Regions from separate parts of the Arabidopsis thaliana genome. Here region 2 is linked to region 1. A link is a contact called in public ChIA-PET data. All regions are on one chromosome and are shown on one strand. The core of a region is the stretch at or near the end of the contact, and the rest is flanking DNA. Distances in the headings are between cores, read along the strand shown.

Region 1 (5,429 bases), core at 1,457-3,956:
CACTACAACTCAAAAATCAAACTTCAATTGGTATACATTGCAAGGACTTCAAAACTAATATTTGACAAGGAAAATTTTAAAGGACAGTGCAAAACAATAAGACATCCTGTCACTAGCTATAATCATTAAGCTAGATATTTAAACTAATAACTTTTTTGTGAAGGTTCGGCTTTTTTTCCAACAACACAAACGAAAATAACAATAAGAAAAATCAACGTACCACATAAATCTTGAGGGCATCCAGAAGCTTTATGTGAAAACACATCTCTGCTTCTTCGACCGAATCAATAGGGTTAGAACAAAGCTCTGAAATCCAAATATCTGAAACAATCCCAAGATATTCTTTTTCAGCATCTTCCTGATCTGTCATATGAGCATCCATATTATCCTCAGCCAAAAAGATATCTTTATCAGAACCTACCCCACCAATGACAATATCAACAGCCTCTTCTTCCAAAACATCCTTCTCCGATCGCTTAATGCGTTTTTTTCTTCCTACTAATCCACTATCCAACTCTGCTTCTCTCTTCAATGACAGCTTTTGAGTTCCACTAGAACCGTCCAGAGACTTCAGTACAATCAATAACACCTGGGAATCTGGAAAAAAACTGCTCACTTCACCCATGACGTTCCGCTCAAGAGAAATCTGAATTTGCTCAACCGAGCATCTATGAGATGAACAAAGGTTCCAAGCAGTAAGAAACGAATCCAACAGCCTCAGCGTCTCCAAGAGAAATCTCAAGGTCCCATGTTTCACAAGAAAATCAGAATGTAGCATCCCTTTAGTGATCAGTGACCGGCTAAATGGTCGGGGGCATATGCATTTCATGATAGTCTGAACATCTGAGCCACCAGAAGGAGGTGTAGCACGTTGATCTGGATTGAGAAAGTCAAAAGAACATGAAGTTCTTACTGACGATACCAAATTTGCTGCCAAGGAAATAGAAGAAAACCTGCAATGACTTCAGTTACTAGAATGACAAAACAGCAGAAATTGGACGGTAGACGCAGTAAAATAAAGATAGATACACTTTCGTACTCTGAAGAAGACTAACCAGGATGGTGATGAAAAATCTTCCACATTGTATGGAAACTCGTCCAAGAAATCTGAAGCTAACGACGGTCTACCCCTAACAATGGCTAGAAGCAAATCCCTGTGATAACCAATTTCTGCTGCTCTCAACCCCTTCATGAGCATTAGTAGTCTGTCAGAATTGCCTCTCAACTTTCTCTTTGCATCTGGCATCAATCCATTAGAGGGGTCTGTGCAAACTTTAACAAGAACATCATGGGCCAACTCATTCACAATCCCAGCATCCTCTCTTGCTGAAATGCTGGCTAGATGCTTTAGCGTCACAATTCCAAAAAGAACACTCCTTAGACCAGGAGAAATTAATGATTCTTCAACAAGGATCTTATCCTTTAACGTAGACAAGACAGAAGCCACAGTGTCATCATCATCTTTCCCAAGGCCTGGCAGGACTTTCGAGTACATTTCCTTCTTATTTAACACTGAGCTTAACAATCCAGGCTTCCCAACTTCAAGGAATGATATTGCAAATCCAACAAATGCCTTCCTTGTTGAGTGTTTCTTAACCTTTTCAGTCCCTTGCGTATTATACTCTGCTAGTTTTGCAAAACCCTTAAAATCAAACTTCTTAGCTATCTCTGATGCCATTCCTGGACCACGTCTAACAATCGAAGCTAACAATGAAAGTGCAGCAGACTGTTGTTTTCCCTCTTTGCTGTTCAATTCTTTGTAAATATCATCCAATTTTTCTTCAACAAGTAACCTACCAAACTGGTCAATAGCTCTTCCAATATCAGTTGATCTATCTTTTCCCTCTGGATGACTCAAAATCGTCTGGATAAGCGAGAATATATAGGACAATCCTTGTTTTTCATGTCGAAGCTTCCATGCCTCAAGAAGCTCAGCAAAGTTTGGTGAGCTCTGGAAATAAAGACGCAACAAATCGCCACCGGTTTCTCCCTTCAGTAACTTAACAAATTCTTTTGCAGCATCAGAGCATAGCTTAATCTCATGTAAGCAAATATTATGCAACAATTCTCTAAGCTTAGCTTCGTGGGATGGTCTGAAAGCCATCACTGGAATTTTTCCTACCTCAACATCTCTATTCCCTCCGTCCACCACCATTCCTGATATATCAAACAAAGTATTCAATCAGATAGTAAGAAACTACTTCTCCACCAGTCCACACTGTTCAAGAGAATTAAAAGCTACTCAAAGACAAAAACTTTCAAGGCAATTACAAATAAGTGATACAAGTCTTCATTCAAAGGTAAAGCCAGACAAATTTCAGCTAAAATTTTATTAATTGACTCAAAAATTCCAACAATTAATTCCAAAAAATTCTAATGGTTAGTTTTTTTTTTGTTGGAAAAAACCAAACAGATATTGCTAAAAGAGTCTGCACATGTCAAGCTATTATCGTACCTTGATCTTCCAAGTCTGATGATATTGATTCCGCCATCAAAAGAACACTACAGAGAACTCTTCTCTCTTCGCGGGGTTTTAGTTTTAGGGTTTAACAGGACAAAACATATCGGCGACGCTGAGAGTTCGAAATCAGGCATCTCAATCCCAAACCAATCCCGACCGGTTCGTATCGATTTTTTTGGTCAACCCTAGACTTACTTAACCGGGTTGTTCGAGTGCTCTTATAATGGGCCGAGCTCAAACTTTTATATTGGGCCATATTAGAACCAACTTTTGACTATAAAAAAGAAACAGCGACAGCGAATCTTTCTCTCTCTCTCTCTTTTGCCCTTACGTCCTCGAGCTCAACCCTTTAATTGCATCTACGACAGTCGTACCTTTTGCTAGGTTATCGTCGTCATGATGCAGCAGCCACCTCCAGCTTCCAACGGTGCTGCAACAGGGCCAGGGCAGATTCCTTCCGACCAACAAGCTTACCTCCAGCAGCAGCAGTCGTGGATGATGCAGCACCAGCAGCAACAACAAGGTCAGCCGCCTGCAGGATGGAATCAGCAGTCTGCACCGTCTTCTGGTCAACCACAGCAGCAGCAGTATGGTGGTGGTGGATCTCAGAATCCAGGATCAGCTGGTGAGATCCGGTCCCTGTGGATCGGTGACTTGCAGCCATGGATGGATGAGAACTATCTCATGAACGTCTTTGGTCTTACTGGCGAGGTAATTTTGAAAATCCTGTTGATTTCTGTTTTTAGTCTCTCGTTTTTCTTCTACAAGTATTGAAAGTTTCATCCTTTGTGGTTGCAGGCTACAGCAGCTAAAGTTATTCGCAATAAACAGAACGGATATTCAGAAGGTTATGGCTTTATTGAGTTTGTGAACCATGCTACAGCTGAGAGGAATTTACAGACTTACAATGGTGCTCCGATGCCGAGCAGTGAGCAGGCCTTCAGGTTGAACTGGGCTCAGCTTGGAGCTGGAGAGAGACGCCAGGCTGAAGGGCCTGAGCACACAGTTTTTGTTGGAGACTTGGCACCTGATGTTACCGACCACATGCTTACTGAAACGTTTAAAGCTGTGTATTCCTCTGTCAAGGGAGCTAAAGTTGTGAATGATAGGACTACTGGACGGTCCAAGGGTTATGGATTTGTCAGGTTTGCGGATGAAAGTGAGCAGATTCGTGCCATGACTGAAATGAATGGTCAATACTGCTCATCAAGGCCTATGCGTACTGGTCCTGCTGCCAACAAGAAGCCTCTTACAATGCAACCAGGTATGTTTTGATATTAAGGAGCCTGATATCTGATCACTTATGAATAAGTTGAGTGATGATATGACTCACTTTGTCTTACACTGTCTATGTTAGTTGATTGTCTTTTCTTTGGGGTACTCCTTTACTGCTATCTTTCTGATTACTGGAGAATCTGTCTACCCTTTTCTCCCGCTTCTTGCCTTTCAGCTCTTCAAAGAATTTAATATCGCAAAACATCCTAAAACTTATAAGAAAAAAACTCATGTTGTCTTTAAGCAGGAGAACAAGAGGCTCTCTTTCGGGGGCCTGGAACTGATTTCAGCTGAAAATGATTCCACCTTGCGTGGCCTCATTTAGGTCAGTTGGTTATGTTTTCAGAAGAAGTTAATTACAAAGCTTTTACTCCATTTGCAAATTATTTTCCAGTTTCTTACTTATCAAGCATAAGTCTTTCCTTTTAATTTTTAGCCCTATCTTTTATTTCTTTTCATGTTACATAGTTCATTACTCTTCGCTTTATTTTGTCCAGTTTGAATCCTTAAAGAGTGTTTTGATATCTTTTTCATACCTCTCAATTCATCTTTTTCCAGTAGTTAGTGCTGCAATTTTTTTCCTTCTTTCAGTTACGTTGTGCCTCTAAATTTATACTTGCAACCTTTTTTAGTGTTACATTTCGTCTTTCGGAAAAGTTGATTACAATGGTAAGACTGTCAGACCTTGGAAGGAATTTAGGTTACTTGTGATACCCTAGAGAATTTAGGTCCGATTCTCTAATTTCTCGAAGTTGGATCTTGCAGGCACTTCCCCTAGTATATCTTTAATGTGCTTTTTTGTATTAATTAGCAACTAACTTCAGAATCACTTTACCTTTATCTTCGAGCTGTAACCTATGTATGGCATTTGCTTTATATGTTGATAATTTTGGGTCTTGATTTGGATAAGTTCTGCTACTGCTATTGTCGTGTGTGTGCGTTTGTGTTAGTGTCTGTGTCCTTGCACTGTCAGCTTAATTAAATAAATAGATGTTTGAGGTTTTTTTCCTTACCTTCTCTTGACTGTTTTATTGCAGCTTCATATCAGAACACTCAAGGAAATTCAGGAGAAAGTGATCCAACTAACACAACAGTGCGTAACTTGTTTTGGTTTCCCTAAGCCTTTTTTTTCTTTGACGTTGCCTAAGCCTTTTTCTCTGTGGGATATATTGTTGAAATTGAAGCGTTATGTTCTCTATTCCAGATTTTTGTTGGAGCTGTGGATCAAAGTGTAACAGAAGATGATTTGAAGTCAGTTTTTGGTCAATTTGGTGAACTAGTTCATGTGAAAATACCCGCAGGAAAACGTTGCGGATTTGTTCAATACGCCAATAGGTAAATGTGAACTTGGAGACGAACTTCATCTTTACTTATTTTGAGAATGTTTTTTCACATATTTAATCTGTCTGTATGCTTCAGGGCATGTGCTGAGCAAGCACTTTCTGTGTTGAACGGAACACAACTTGGGGGACAAAGCATTCGTCTTTCATGGGGTCGCAGTCCTTCCAACAAACAGGTTTGTATCTGTTAGACAATGCACCAAGCTTACTACGCTTTCATATACGTTATGTGATCTGATGACTTGTTGATCCACGAATTTCACAGACTCAACCTGATCAAGCCCAGTATGGTGGTGGTGGAGGATACTATGGGTATCCTCCTCAAGGATATGAAGCATACGGATATGCACCTC
Region 2 (5,977 bases), core at 1,644-4,143, 38 kb before region 1:
ACCGATATAGGTAAAGGACCTTCTGCACTTTTTCCTCCATTCCTCATGTTTTGCCTCTCATACTTTCCACATTGCTTAATTGACTTCGGTTTACCTTTTAACCCTTCTGTTTTCTCATTCCCGCATTGATGCGCCTCATATACATAAAAAAGATCGGGGTCATACTCGAGGGCCCACATCATCTGCAGGAATAGTGTTTGGCATGAGATCAAATACATATAAGAGAGAGTGAGACAAAAAATCAGTATCATTACCTCCCAAAGGTACAGAGAGTCGCAAAATGAGAATTCTCTTCGGAATTGAACCATTAGCATCCGGATGGCAAAGAGATAGTCACCTCCCCCAAGTTTATCTGCATTTATGACCCAGCACTCGATTAACCGCTGAATATATACATATATGCAAAGAAATTGCAGTAGTAGTAGTACTGTAGTACCTAGATGTTGGTGAAGTTTGGGGTCAACAACCTGAGTAATTGAAGACAAATGAGTAAGTTGAGCTTCAACTCCAACAGATCTCCCGGTACTACGGAAATTTCCTCGCTTTTCAATTCGAAAAAATAAAACATGTTTAATACAACCTGATTGCAGAGAGACAGATGTAAACAGTCCATACCAAAAACACAAATACATTGAGAATATGTGTAAGGTGAGTACCAATCGACGCATGAGCCGTTCAAAACACCAAAATGCATCAGCTTCGTCTTCAAGAAGAATAATCATTGGGGAACAAAGATCACTCATTCCTGATCAGATCACCAGTATATAGATAAGAATTTCTCAAGTAAAACTGGTTTTCAAACAAATGATACAATGATATATACATTCGGTTTTACCTTGACAATACCCGACATCGTTGTCTATCCAGGCGTAAACAGACAGAATATCCCAGAGCTTCGATAAGTTCTCCTTTTTCTCATAAAATACCAAGGCCCTGTCTGTACGGTTCACATCAAGACCTGAAAAACATACATTAAGCAACTGAGTGAACCAGATATTCAGTATAGTCTAGCCGGCGATAAAGGAGGCCATGATCAGTCGCTAACCTATCTGGTGAAGTGTTAGCAGCCATTGGATAATTTTTTTATCAAGAGGTCCACGACTTGTGAGCTCTTTAAAAAAAACTGAACCATTTGAGTTTGTACCTGAGAAAGCCACATGAAAACTTCAAATGCCTATTACAAGTTTATGTAAGAGTTCAACATTAAATTTCCGTAATAGAAAGGCAAAATTTTACCTAAATTTATTTCCTGAAGTACAAGAGGATCATAGTTGGGTTGACCATTTTCAGTAATTACAGGTGCGGTAGTAAATCTTCCACTTCCAATGACAGGAAACATTTGCTTACACTCTTCCTTCCAAGAAGCATACTGCAATCTGAAAGAAGAGAATTAGCGGTAGGATTCACAAAACTGAATCGATGGTTTATGAATGAACTGAAAGAAACATGTAATTATGCCAAATGCGATACATATATATAGGATATGAGGACAAAATTCTACCTTCTGCGTTGTCGAATTTGCTCTCTTTCTTCGAATGTGCTCATTGGGTCATAACAACCAAGTAGGAATTCCCATACTTCGCCTCTAATTGATGGATGGATTCCCTATAGATTGATTGTAAAGGAATATTAAAGTAACATAAGTTATCAAAGATACAGAACAAATGAAAGGATAAATCAGTCTTTACAAAGACTTATCCAAACAAACATACCCCTCTTCGGATGCGTCTTAGAGTCTTGCCAATATGGAGAGACCCTTCTTGTACAAATACAGCCTGCCATTTTCTTACACTTAGAGTTTTACCAGGCTGCACAAACATCATAAATATGACCCGTGTTGTCAGCAACATAGCAAAAACTTCCTGGCCTCAACATGATGCAATTATTCATGATACATTATGACCACAAGACATGGAATGATATAGGCTTTTATGGCCTGTAATGTAAAGGTTCAAAATTATTCAATCTAGTTCCAAATTAGTACCAGTCAAGCACATAACCTATCTTCCTATCTTATGTATCTTCCTAAAGACCCTGGAGTCAAGAAGTTAAAATCCTTTCAAGCTTATGTCTGGAAAAAGTGACAATCTCACTAAAACAATCATTCATGTGATGCTACTGAGAAAAAGATCCAGTGGGATCAAGAATATATATGAGACCCTGAACAGCTCCTAAGATCAATATCTCCTCATAAGGAATCAGATTTATGAACATTACAATGTCAGGAACAAATTCACAACAGAGACAATGCATTTTCGAAAACATAGATAACCAGAGAATCTGGATGTAATTGGAACCGAATCAGCAATCACATATCGTATTCGTAATCATAAAACAGAGACGACCCAACGAAGAAGCAAAACTAGAATAAGCAAAAATCGGAGAAAATGAAGAAGAAGGGATCGAAAGAAGTAACCTTGATTTTGAATCTGGTCTTGGGGACATCGGTGCACTCAGGACGAACTTGGTAGTAAGAATCTGCTGGCTCACCTGCGCCTCCCCACATCTCTATCAAACTTTCCCGGGAAAAAAAAGAAATCAAATCCAAATGCTGAGCAAAACAGAAAGAGATACACTTTGGATCGGGGTCCCCTCAAAACTCAGAAGATCGATCAATGAGCAATGATCAATGAAGAAATTAAAGGAAATTTAGGGAGAAAAAGATTGAGAATTTAAGGGGACCCAGCTTGGAGCTTAGTGGATTGGAGTCTAAAGACAGAAACTTTTTTTTTTAGGTTTCTTTCTGCGTATATTATTTTCCTGTCGTCTATCTATCAACTAAGTTTCTTGTATCATTCCTTTTTTCTGGAGATGATGATTGATGAGCTGGTCTCATTACACAATAGTTGTTGCCTCCACAAATAACGGAGTTTCTCCATCACTTCTCTCTAATTTATCTTCTTCCACATGAAAGAGACACTGTGTCTTTTTTTTTTTTTCCCCCAAAAATATCCAACATAAAACGACGCCGTTTTCTCTCTTTACCATATTGGGCGTTTAATGTTGGGCCTTTGTGATATTTATTTAGTAAAGATAGGCCCAAACCACAAAACCCTAGAATGAAGATTATATATAGTGCAAAACCTAATCGATTTTTTCCTCTGCTGTCGCTCGTCTACATTTACACTCGGAGCTTAGACCTTCCAATCTACCGGCGGCGAAAATGGTGAGATATACTCTCTTATTGAGCTAATACCTTGGTTAGTTCGTCTGTGTTCTACGTGATTATCTCCTGTATTTAGCTCATGTTCATAGCACATTTCGGATTTCTTTCTTCTAGATCTTTTTTTTTGGGGATTAGGCTTTTGACGTTCTCAATCAAGTTACGTTTGTGTATAGGTTAGAGTCCAAAGTTGTTAGATTTAATATTTTCTGGTGATTGGTTGTTTAGGGTTTCAAGAGGTACGTTGAGATCGGGAGAGTAGCACTTGTGAACTACGGAGAAGATCATGGAAAGCTCGTCGTTATCGTCGACGTTGTTGACCAGAACAGAGTAAGTTTATTTCATTCTTAGGTTATGAAGATTTCCATCTCTTTATCATGTATGTATTGATGAGTTTCAGCTGTTTTAATGCTTGATTCCGTAATGCTACTGTGTATGTTTCGGTAAATTGTTTGATTAAGGAAAATTTTGATTTAGCTTGAGACTTTGGTTGCATAATTGGCTTACAGTTATAACTCAGTTTGCATCATTGATTGGAGCCTATTGCATTTCCTTGGTGAATATTGAGCTGAATATTGTCTAGTTGTTTTTATGGAGTTCTTATTATGTTCTCGTCATTTAGGCTTTGGTGGATGCCCCTGATATGGAGAGGATCCAGATGAACTTCAAGAGGTTGTCTCTTACCGATATTGTCATTGACATCAACCGTGTGCCAAAGAAGAAGGCTTTGATCGAGGCAATGGAAAAGGCTGGTGAGTGCTGCGTAATGTAAATATTTGAATTTTGAAGTGTTTCAATCTTAACTGGAAAAGTCTTGCAGATGTGAAGAACAAGTGGGAGAAAAGCTCATGGGGTAGGAAGCTTATCGTGCAGAAACGTAGGGCTAACCTTAACGACTTTGATAGGTTCAAGATCATGTTGGCCAAGATCAAGGTCAGTGTGTTAAATTGTTAGATGTTTGAAATTCTGTGGTAGTGTTCATTCATGTCAGAACTGAAATGTTAATGGGTTTTTTTGCTGTTTGCAGAAAGCTGGTGTTGTCAGGCAAGAGCTTGCAAAACTCAAGAAGGAGATCACTGCCTGATCAAATATTATCTACAATTCTGTTGTCTTTCTTTTTTGATTTTGGATTCGGAAATTAGTGTTTTTGGAACTATCAATATCAGTATGTGCTCAATTATCAGACATTATTCAAGTTTGAAACCTTGTTTGCAAAACTCAAAGTTTTTTGTTCTTTTGATCTTAGTCTTATTTTCGTTTATATGGTTCTATGTTATGATTCTATACCAAGGCTAAAGTTGAATCATGCTAAGCTAACTAAACTAATAATTAGCTTGAAGAGAACACAAAATTGAAAATTGTAACAAGAAGGAGATTCTTTACTGTGGATACTTACTTCTACCTAAGTAAAATTCTAGTAGAGGATGCAACTCTGTCCAAAGGGAACGAGAGGACTCTCCGTTCTGCTGTGACTTCCGTCGATGATTGCTATAAGCAGCCATGGGGGAAAGTTGATTGCTATATTTGTGCTCAAATCTAGTTTCAAACGTTGAAAGTTGAAACCTTGTTGGCTAAAAATTACATTTCTCCATCATCAGTATGAACCAACTCACAAGAAGCTGTATTTTGGTATTGGAGAATTTGGAAGTAAATTCCCCTGATTTAAGTGATAACAATTTGTTCTACTAAAACTCCCAAAGACTTCAGAGACATCGATAATACTTATATATGTTCAAAAGGATAACAGTTTGTGAATATATATAACCGAATTATTTAAGTGACGTCTGGTATAACTAGGGCAAAAATTTCTGACTCGTTACAGAGGAAAACGAAATAAAACCCTTAGGGAGCTTCAGAAGTTTTTACCAAGTTCTATCTTTTTCATGAGTGTCATGGAGTGATGGAGAATAGAATCCAAGATTCCGGCCACCTGAAAAGAGGCAAAAATACGAGTCATATGGGAATACATTAATGAATAGTTACAAGAAGAAGAGGCTTCAAACTTCTTTACTAACCGTGAAGACACCACCAATAATGGCGCATACGTTGGTGATGAAATGTGAGAAGGACTTGGAGTTTTCCGTTATGAGAACCTGCAAACAAACAAAGAGAAAGATGAGCAGAGTGTAATTCCAACCCATCTTACCATCCCTAATCTGTGTAACACATGTGAGAAAGGCAGCAAACAAAAAATGTTTAAGCCTACCTGCATCGGTGAGAGCTCAAAGTGAAACTTGGCCACTGGTAAATAGTAACTATGAGCAACGCTGCTATGTGCTGTGTACTCATACGCCTCAACCAATGCCTGTCCATTGCTTTTCACTACCTCAGTCTTTACTATTTGAAGATAATGCTCAATCTGTCCATGGAAAACAACACCTTAAATCATGCTATAAAGCATATCAGGTGATCCAAATAAAAATTTCTGAGTTATACAAACTTACGGTAACGTTTGGGCCGAGATCTCGTTGGTTTATGAAGGACCGGCCGTCTAAACGGTCGTGGCTTAGGCCGAGATAAGGTGACAAGCGCTTAAACTCCGAAAATTTCTGAGGCATAATCCTCCGCCCAAAGGATAGATGGTTAACAACATGTGACATATTCATCTGAGAAGAATCAAAGGAATGAGATCCCGAGCGAGCTGAAACCATTAAATTGCCTGGAACCTGCAAAGACCATAAAGTATTAACTATTAAAGTGTTTAAGGGGTGGTCTAAAAGGAAGACAAAGCAGTAGTAGTTTTCCCAATCATACCTTCTTCACACGCATGTATCCTTCAACTCGACATCCTCCTGTAGAAGGTGCCTTTTTTAG

The links. ChIA-PET counts read pairs in DNA pulled down with a chosen protein or histone mark.
Region 2: a contact with region 1 is called in an H3K4me3 ChIA-PET map of shoot, with 13 read pairs. The contact joins the promoter of AT4G27100 here to the promoter of ATRBP45C in region 1. A contact is called at or near these places in 2 of 26 Hi-C or Micro-C datasets (root and rosette leaf) and 1 of 2 datasets of contacts at active chromatin or transcription factors (shoot).

What each region holds. Positions count from the first base shown.
Region 1 is chr4:13,555,192-13,560,620 of TAIR10.1, reverse strand. It overlaps ATRBP45C (RNA-binding (RRM/RBD/RNP motifs) family protein), which reads left to right and starts at 2,706. Exons shown (of 7, transcript NM_118834.4): 1 at 2,706-3,172; 2 at 3,260-3,725; 3 at 4,774-4,829; 4 at 4,941-5,071; 5 at 5,156-5,252; 6 at 5,342-5,429. The coding sequence starts at 2,858. EMB2788 (ribosome 60S biogenesis amino-terminal protein) reads right to left here and starts at 2,647. Exons shown (of 16, transcript NM_001341833.1): 1 at 2,456-2,647; 2 at 1,056-2,157; 3 at 221-953. The coding sequence starts at 2,492.
Region 2 is chr4:13,592,374-13,598,350 of TAIR10.1, reverse strand. It overlaps AT4G27100 (Ypt/Rab-GAP domain of gyp1p superfamily protein), which reads right to left and starts at 2,893. Exons shown (of 11, transcript NM_001036653.2): 1 at 2,417-2,893; 2 at 1,713-1,808; 3 at 1,502-1,605; 4 at 1,237-1,376; 5 at 1,046-1,144; 6 at 836-958; 7 at 657-745; 8 at 437-542; 9 at 255-352; 10 at 1-182. The coding sequence starts at 2,506. It overlaps AT4G27090 (Ribosomal protein L14), which reads left to right and starts at 3,099. Exons shown (of 5, transcript NM_118843.4): 1 at 3,099-3,166; 2 at 3,392-3,493; 3 at 3,786-3,915; 4 at 3,984-4,096; 5 at 4,191-4,507. The coding sequence starts at 3,164. The coding sequence ends at 4,247. It overlaps PDIL5-4 (PDI-like 5-4), which reads right to left. Exons shown (of 15, transcript NM_118842.4): 11 at 5,918-5,977; 12 at 5,608-5,829; 13 at 5,370-5,522; 14 at 5,179-5,256; 15 at 4,689-5,093. The coding sequence ends at 5,016.